Linked DNA regions of Canis lupus: region 2 is linked to region 1. The links are chromatin contacts, called in public Hi-C maps. All regions are on one chromosome and are shown on one strand. The core of a region is the stretch at or near the end of the contact, and the rest is flanking DNA. Distances in the headings are between cores, read along the strand shown. Region 1 overlaps LOC119872265 (a long non-coding RNA gene). Region 2 overlaps ABCA4 (ATP binding cassette subfamily A member 4).

Region 1 (4,165 bases), core at 777-3,276:
ATAACACTTGCAAATATTTATTACTAGAAAATAAAGGGAATGTATAATAACCGAAGTGTGGCCTGCCCCACACTCACTCCTCCTCTGGTGCAGGTGGAAGAGCCTTCTGGTAGAACTCATGCCTAGGAATTCAAGGCCTGGAGCAGCCATGAGCAGAGGAAGAAGCACAAACACTAAAAAACAGTTCTTGATAGACAACTCAGGTGGAATACAGACAAAACCTTTCCATATACTTAAAGAGGAAAGTAAACTTTTAAGGAAGGGAAGATATTTGGGGCACAAGTGTATTAGGATCTAGACATTTCATTCTATCTCAAAGTGGAGAAGTGAGTTGCAATGGATTTGTCAAAGTCAAGCCCCATTTTCATCCAAGGCCTTGGATGAGGATATAAAAACCTTGACACAGAAATCATTAAGCCTGACATGGGGCTCAATTTCAGGAACCCAGGATCATGACCTGAGCCAAAGGCAGATGTCCAACTGACTGATCCAGCCAGGTGTCCCAGAAATCATCTTAAATAAAACTAATGAAACTGAATAAGGGAAACCTCCTAAGATGGACCAAAGGCTGCAAGGAGTTCTCACACCTCATCACTCATGGTCAGTTGCAGACCCCAACAGGAAGAGATTTACTTACATATCCAACAAGAAGAAGACTACTTTACTACTCCAGCAGGAGGAAGGAAGTGTTTCTTCTTGCCTGGCAACAAGCTCAGCTGATAAGAAAATACCACAACTTGGCCAATAAGAAACCATCATCACCCTGAACTCTTGCTTTCCTTCAATGGACTATTGTCACAACTGGCATCTATTCATAGGGATGCTGCTAAATATCCTACAATGCACAGGAGAGCCCTCAACAACAAAGAATTATCAGGCCCCAAATGTCCATAGTGTCAAGGCTGGGCAATCCTGAAAAGTCTCTCCTATATTAACAGCACAAACATTATGCACTTGTTTGGCTGGCCAGCTTAGAATGTTGTGGTTCTTAGCAAATGTAGAAAATGCAGTGGGATCTCCTTTATTTCCATTTTTGAGGTTAAAATGAGACTTTGCTGATGTCTTGCATTGCACCTCAACTTTTCGCACAACTTAAGTCCATGTCCACAGAGTATTTTCAAACACTTTTCTCAGGACTGACACTGCCACCACCATTTAATAAGCACTTAGGTGGCATTGCTCAAAGGCTATCATAACAGTGAAGATTAACACAGAACACTAACAGTCACTGAAATCACATACTGGGGAGTCCTAGTAGAGCTAGAGGCACTGTGAGGTAGGGGTGAGGGATGTGGGCTGTGAGGGAATGGCCTGGATGCATCCCAGCTCTGGCACTCGCTGGTCATTGGCCTTTCGCAGTCAATTGCCTTTCTGTGCTTCAGTTTTCTCAGTGGGGGATGACAATTATAATAGAGTCCTACCTCTTAGGGCTGTTGTGAAAATTAACTATCGGCACACCTGAGGAGATTAGAAAGCACAATAAGCTTACCAGGATGGGCGGGCATTTCCATGTTCGTGGTTCTGCTGCATGAGTATAGCACCAGGACAGTTTATATTTTCTTTGGTCTTTTTTTTTTTTTTTTTTAAGATTTTATTTATTTCTTTGAGAGAGAGTGAGTGAGCATGAAGGGGGAGGAGCAGAGGGAGAAGGAGAAACAGGCTCCCTGCTGAGTGAAGAGCCCAAGCTGAAGGATCCCAGGACCCAGGGATCCCGGGACCTAGGGGGTTAACAATCTGAGGTGTAGGCAGCTGCTTAGCAGGCTGAGCCACCCAGGCACCCCGGACTGATAAATTTTTGTGGTTCTTAACAAATGTTAAAATGTTGGAGAGATTCCCCTTTTTTCCATCTTTGAGGTTAAAATGAAACTTTATTGTTGTGCTGTGTTTCAAATTTACACAAAGAGAATAATGAGTGTGGCCGTACTGTGACTCTTCAGCGAGTCGCTAATATTTATAACAGCAGAAGGAACGAAAATCTTCATGATATCTGAGACAAGAAGCATTATTCGTAGCTGTCACTTTTTTCTCAGTTCCATGAGGCGCCACAAGAGAGTTCCAGAAGACCGCTTTTGGTTTTGGTTAAATTGTACCATAAATAGTCACAAGATGGTGCCAAAAGATTCCTTTTGAAAACCTAAGGGGCCAGTTCCTCCTCTGGTTCTTTAAATTAGATGAAAATTAACACACAGCTCTATATAATTGGAACAAAAATACAACACACGGAGTCAAGTACAACATTTCAATTCAACATACACCAAATCTTTTCTTTCTCTGTTCTAGATCCTACTCATAGAAGAACTGGAGAAAAATTTTCTGTTTCTATTAAAGTTTTAATGAAAATTACCTTTTAAGGGGATCCCTGGGTGGCGCAGTGGTTTGGCGCCTGCCTTTGCCCAGGGCCAGATCCTGGAGACCCAGGATCAATTCCCACGTCGGGCTCCTGGTGCATGGAGCCTGCTTCTCCCTCTGCCTGTGTCTCTGCCTCTCTTTCTCTCTCTGCATGGAGCCTGCTTCTCCCTCTGCCTGTGTCTCTGCCTCTCTTTCTCTCTCTGTGACTATCATAAATAAATAAAAATTAAAAAATATAAAAAAAAAAAGAAAATCACCTTTTAAGATTACGCTTCACTGGTTGCAATTTGGCAGCCCCATCATATAGGAGGGAAATGGGGTTCCTGGGATCTGCTGCAAAGAGCCCCAATTCCCTGCTTTGACGGGTTATCGAAGGCGGGGCTGCTTTGGCGACTCCTGGTTTCTTTTCCAAGTTTACACCTGAGCAAATGAGAGACGGCCCTGAGAGCATGGCAGCAGGGCTTTCTAGTGCTGGGCTTTGGTAAAGAAAAGCTCAAAGTAGGTTTTAGGTACTTAAAAAAAAAAATTAATGACGCACAGGGTCTTCTGTCCCAGTCCCGGTCTCCTCCCCGGGAGGGCCAGTCCCTGGAGGCGGAGGCGGGGTGGAGCGTGGGGAGCCTCCTGCACCTGCAGCGCACCCTCCCCGCCCCCAGGGCCGCTGGCCTCCCCCAGGGGGAGGGAAGAATCTGCCAAGGGACACACGTTCCAAAGGGCTCCTGCGCATGACTTTTGAGAGCGTGAGCCAACCACCCCAGAGAAAAGGAACTTGAGGTCCTTCAGATGTCCCAATAAGACTATTCAAAGAGTGATAATTCCTTGGAAATTGTTATTTCACTTTCTCTCTTTCATACTTATGTAAAGTACAGGCTTAAGAACAGTAAGGAAGTAACGAGCCCTGAAGTCTAGGCCAGAGTCCCAATTTTGTCATGCTGAGATGGGAAGAGCAGAAAAGGGAAGGGGAAGAAGAAGGCAAGAGGGAAGAGATGATGGTCCAACCACCGTTCTGTGCTGGCACAGTGGGAGCACAGGCAGAGGGAGAAGCAAGCCCCACGCAGGGAGCCCGACATGGGACTCCATCCCGGGTCTCCAGGATCAGGCGCTGGGCCACCGGGGCTGCCCAGCAAACTCCTTTAATAATCAAAAGGATTCCACCGGTTTGGTGCTTTTGCCTTCATTTGACAGATAGGCAAACTGAGAATTTGAGAAGTTACTTCTTCAAGGTCACACACCAGTAAGAGGTGGAATCAGACGTCAAATACCCGAGAGATGCCACATACGTGGAATTTTAATAAAAGCCTACCTTTAATTTTTACTCTGTGGTGGTGGTTGTCAGAGGAACAAACAGAAAACAGGTTATTTGCTCTCTGTTGCTCTGACTGAAGGGGCAAGGACCACAGAGGATACCCACGTGACTTGGATCCACCCAGTAGAAGGGACTCTTGTCCTTTCTAAGGAGGTCCCAGCTTGCTGGGCAGCCCCCAGTTTACAGTAGAAGAAGCTCTTCTATGCTCTTGCCCATGGCCTACCTGATAAAAACTTGGCTTCCTCCAAGCTGGTAGTTTCCCTTCTACTGTTTATTGATGTGCTATAAAAAGGAAAGTGCTTGTAAACAACTTGAGTGCATGAACAATCTAATTAAAATAATTAAAGTAATAGCTTGTGAAAAAAGCAGTAAAACTAATTACTATAGACTAGCCGTGTGGGAAGATGAAAATTGCTGACATTCCTCAGGTCTAAGCTGATCCATTCGACACAGAAAAACACGGTTTACTGGATCCCTTCTGAGAGTTACACAGTTAACAGAAAAACAGTTTAC
Region 2 (4,165 bases), core at 984-3,483, 280 kb after region 1:
TTCTGAAGGTCACGGAGGATTCTGATTCAGGACCTCTGTTTGCTGGTATGGTTCCAGAGTGTGTTCCCTCATCACACTCCCCAAGCTCTGTATTGAAAAATCTAAGGAAAATTTCATGAAACAACAAAGCAGGCAAATACTCCTTCACAGTATTTACCAAACCCCTGAGTAACACATTTTGCATTCTTGGTTCCTTTAAATGACGAAAGAATGACAAATTGGAATTAGGTCTGCATGAAAAGACTCTAGATGAATGAGGATTCTTAAGGAGTTCAGGCTGGGAACTTTGCCACTCCTAAGCTTCTTATCCCACTTTCGGGTCTCCTATACTTGCCCTGTCACCATCCTTATCTGCTCCTCTTATCTCCACCAGGCTTCTGATCCACTCCTGTCTGCATGAATGACAGCCCAGAGTCCCTAGAGATAATAGCGATCGTGAATGCAACCCAGATGCCAACTGAGATCTTCTGGCCTCTTTGAGGCAGAGATAAAATTATTCTGAGCCTTCATTTAGTGCCTGATGGAAATTTGCAAATCCATAATTTCTGTGGATTTGGGGACCTCTCTTCTATATGTGTGAGCCTGGGCACCAACTTGCCCCTTCTGTGATCTCTACTAAAACCCCAGAGCCACACAAAGTGTTCATAAGAGAAGTTACTATGGAGGCTAGGGGATAGGGAGATGGACAAGTAGGCAGGATTACCTGCCATGACACAAGCCACTTCTGATTGAATAATAGGCATCCAGCCACACTAAAATCCTCTATCTGGCTCCCCCGTCTCCATTGTGTTTTCCTCTGTCCTGTTCATGGGCAGAGCTGCATGGACATTCTCCTTTGATGCCTTGGGCTCCGCCTATTGGTTACCTCTCTCTGCCCAGTACAGTAGAGCACAGCAAAGACTGTTTCCTTCCTGTGAAGTTTCTGATGCCAACTCTTAAGATAGTATGGTTTTCATCTTGCTTCGTAAGTGGTCCCAGAAGTCTGCTTACCAGCTTATGCCTAGAACTACCAGTGGTCAAATATACCAGCCCAAATGCGCTGCATGGTCCAGGTGGTCATGCAGTGGCCAGAAGAGTTGGGCATCCTGGCAGAATGAGAGGGAAGGGCAGTCTGCCGGAGAGGGTGGGAGCAGCTCACCAAAGGGCGCAGCTGTTCTTTCCAGCTTTGCAGATACAGCAACTGAGTTGTCCCAGGTCACCCAAAGACAAAGACTTACAGTAACCAAGGCCACAATGAAAATATGCAAATTTATATTGGATGCTATATGACGGTTTCAAGAGTTGGGGCTTTTATCTGCACAGAATACTCCTTAATAATTAGGTCTTATCAGGAAAATAAGTAACACATCAGAAGACTGATCAGTCCTGGCACAGAATAGGAAGTTCCAAAGAGACATGCAGGGGTAGAAGCTAAGAGTGTAGCTGCTAGAATAAGGTGGATCCCCATAATTTGCCTCACAATTTGCTAACTGAGTAGCTTTGGGGAAATACTGAGTCCTTTTTTACTTCAAATTCCTCATCTCCAAAATGGGGTAGATAATAGTACCCACCTTTTAGGATTGTTGAGAGAATTAAATGAGTTAATACATGCCGAGTGTTAACACAGCCTGTGATTTCTGATTGAGATTTAGCAAAATCCTAATGTCAACATTTACAAATCATCTTTTACCTCAAACTTGTTTAACCCTTTATATTTCATGGAGCACTTAACATCCATTGTTTTGTCACTATAATCTCATGGAGCTGTTAAGGCACAGGTTAGCCCCTTCTGGGAAAAACTGAGTTTACACAGATTGGATGACTTGCCTTAAAGTCACTCAGGCTTCTGAGTTTTACTCCCTGGTTTTAGCTCTCAAATATAGGACCAAGTCCATACTCTCACTGCTCCCATTTTTCAGATGGCTAAATGCATTTTTTAATTGGCTCAGTTTTAGAGATGACAGTTTCTGATCTTATCTCCAGTCTGGAGGAACTTGCTATCCATTGGGGGCGCAAGTTTCAAGGTACCAGAAGGGTCATTGCCGCTTCTGAGGGTGTGGCTCACAGCCAGTGACCACTAGAGGGCAGCAGAAAGCCAGGAACAAACAGTTCTTGCCCTCAGCTCTTGCCTGGGCAGTGGGCTCCGGTCTGGATGGGGCATCAGAAAGAGAGCAAAGCTTATGGGATAGACCTGGGGAAAGGCAGCAGGGATCTCACCAGAGGGAGGGCGAGCCACACACACACCAAATCTGAACCCTCGGGGCACCATGGTGGCTCAGTCAGTTAAGCGTCTGACTCTTGGTTTCAGCTGGTGTCATGATCTCAGGGTCTTGTGGGATCTAGAGCCCCACGTTGGGCTGTCCACTTAGAGGGAGTCTGCTTCTTCTCTCTATCTCCTGCCCCTCCCGCTGCTTGGACTCTCTCACTGTCTCTCTAAAATAAATGTTAAAATCTTAAAAAAAAAAAAAAATCTGAGCCCAGATGAGAGAGAGGAGGCAGGAGAACTGGGACTCTGACACTAGGTCATCAGTGAGCCTACAAAGCCAGAGTGCTGCATTGCAGGTGCCCATGAGTATTGGGTGAAAGGATGACTGGGCTGACCCAACTCCCTTTGCAGCTGCGCTTGTGCTAGGGGACTCTAGGAGGGTCAAGAAAGCAGCTGGGGACCAACCAACAGTCCTCTAGGCTCTCTCTTTATGTCCAACAACATGTTCTACACATGAACATTAATTGGTGATGATAAACTATAGCTTCGGCATAACTAATGACTTGCAGTGAGTAGTTCTTAGAGCACATTTACATGTTAGCTCATATAATCTTCAGAACAACCCTGTGAGATATTTTCACTTTCATTTTACAGATATAAAAACTAGATTTAGACTGAGTGAGTCACTTAGCCCAATTTATGCATCAAGTAAGAGTCAGGATTCAAACTCAGGTCTCCTAACTCCTAGTTCATTAGTCTTTCCACCACTTCTCAGGGGCTTCTAAGAATTTAGAAAAAAACAAGTCAACTCTGACTTTTACGTCAGTCCACAGGTTACAGATTAATACATTTTGCTATGTATAAATTCAGATAATACAAAAAAGGCTAAAATCACCCTTTCCCTTCATCCCTGCCCCTTATCCAGCTCCATCCCTGAAGTACTAACTTCTTTAAGCATTTGGTGGATATTTTGTGAGAGCTTTGTAGTTACATATATATATGTGTGTGTGTGTGTGTGTGTGTATGTATAAAATATAATTTGTTATATATATGTGCTAACATAAGTATGATCGTATTATACATACTGCTCTGTAACTTCAATTTTTTTTACTTAGTTATATGTATTAGACCTCTCTGTCAATGCATTTATATCCTCTTTTCTTTGGCTCCTGTAGAGACTTTTTAAAGGATTTTGGGTGATTCCGTCTATAGGTCTATAGATGATTTACACTAAAAAATAAAACTTTTATTTTATTTTTATTTATTGATTTTATTTTTAGTCAGTTCCACACCCAATGTGGGCCTTAAACTCATGACCCTTGGTTTAAGAGTCATGTGCTCTGCTGATGGATCCAGCTAGGGGCCCCCCAAATAGAATTTTTTAAAGTTTATTAACCTACCTGGCCTGATATTTTGTCACTGATTTAAATGAAGGGAAAAACCAGTGGAGTAAGAAATAATGGTATATGAGAGTCAAACCTTGTGAGTATTTTTCTAAATTTATTAATCCAATCTTCCAAATCAGGTGGCACTCAACAGAAAAGAGAAAACCTCCGACACCCCTGGTTGAGCCCTAGAGAGAAAGCCAGACAGATTCCCCAGGGCTCCAATGGCTGCTCTACAGAGCCAGCTCCTCACCCAGAGGGCCAGCCGTCCTCAGAGCCAGAGGCACGCAGCCGGCTCAACACAGGAGCGCAGCTCATCATCCAACATGTGCAGGCATTGCTGGTCAAGCGATTCCACCACACTATTCGCAGCCACAAGGACTTCCTGGCCCAGGTATTACTATTGGTCCCTGCCCGTGCTTGGCTCCTGGTGGCCACCGCCTGCCTGCCCTCTCCTGGCCTTACCATCTTCTCCTCGGCTTTCTCCTGCACGTGCTTCAAACACAGAGATGAGCACCCTCTTTAGGTTCTATTGGCTTTGTTTGCTCCTTGCCAACTTTTATTTTAATTCTTAGTAACATAAAGATTCTTCCTA

What was found. A called contact is a pair of places that touch in the nucleus more often than the background predicts.
Region 2: a Hi-C map of blood shows a contact between it and region 1, with 5 times the contacts expected there. The contact joins two enhancer-like sites. A contact is called at or near these places in 3 of 9 Hi-C or Micro-C datasets (amygdala, blood and liver).

What each region holds. Positions count from the first base shown.
Region 1 is chr6:55,357,060-55,361,224 of UU_Cfam_GSD_1.0, forward strand. LOC119872265 (a long non-coding RNA gene) reads right to left here. Exons shown (of 4, transcript XR_005361203.1): 4 at 2,483-4,165. Among named protein-coding and RNA genes, the nearest start is that of ABCD3, 48 kb to the left of the region's middle. Within about 2 kb of position 2,027, at least 3 of the 20 cell types and tissues checked have an H3K27ac peak or open chromatin away from gene starts, as enhancers often do. A contact at or near this core is called in blood, where this site is marked.
Region 2 is chr6:55,633,143-55,637,307 of UU_Cfam_GSD_1.0, forward strand. ABCA4 (ATP binding cassette subfamily A member 4) reads left to right here. Exons shown (of 51, transcript NM_001003360.2): 26 at 1-45; 27 at 3,711-3,964. Among named protein-coding and RNA genes, the nearest start is that of GCLM, 81 kb to the right of the region's middle. Within about 2 kb of position 2,234, at least 3 of the 20 cell types and tissues checked have an H3K27ac peak or open chromatin away from gene starts, as enhancers often do. A contact at or near this core is called in blood, where this site is marked.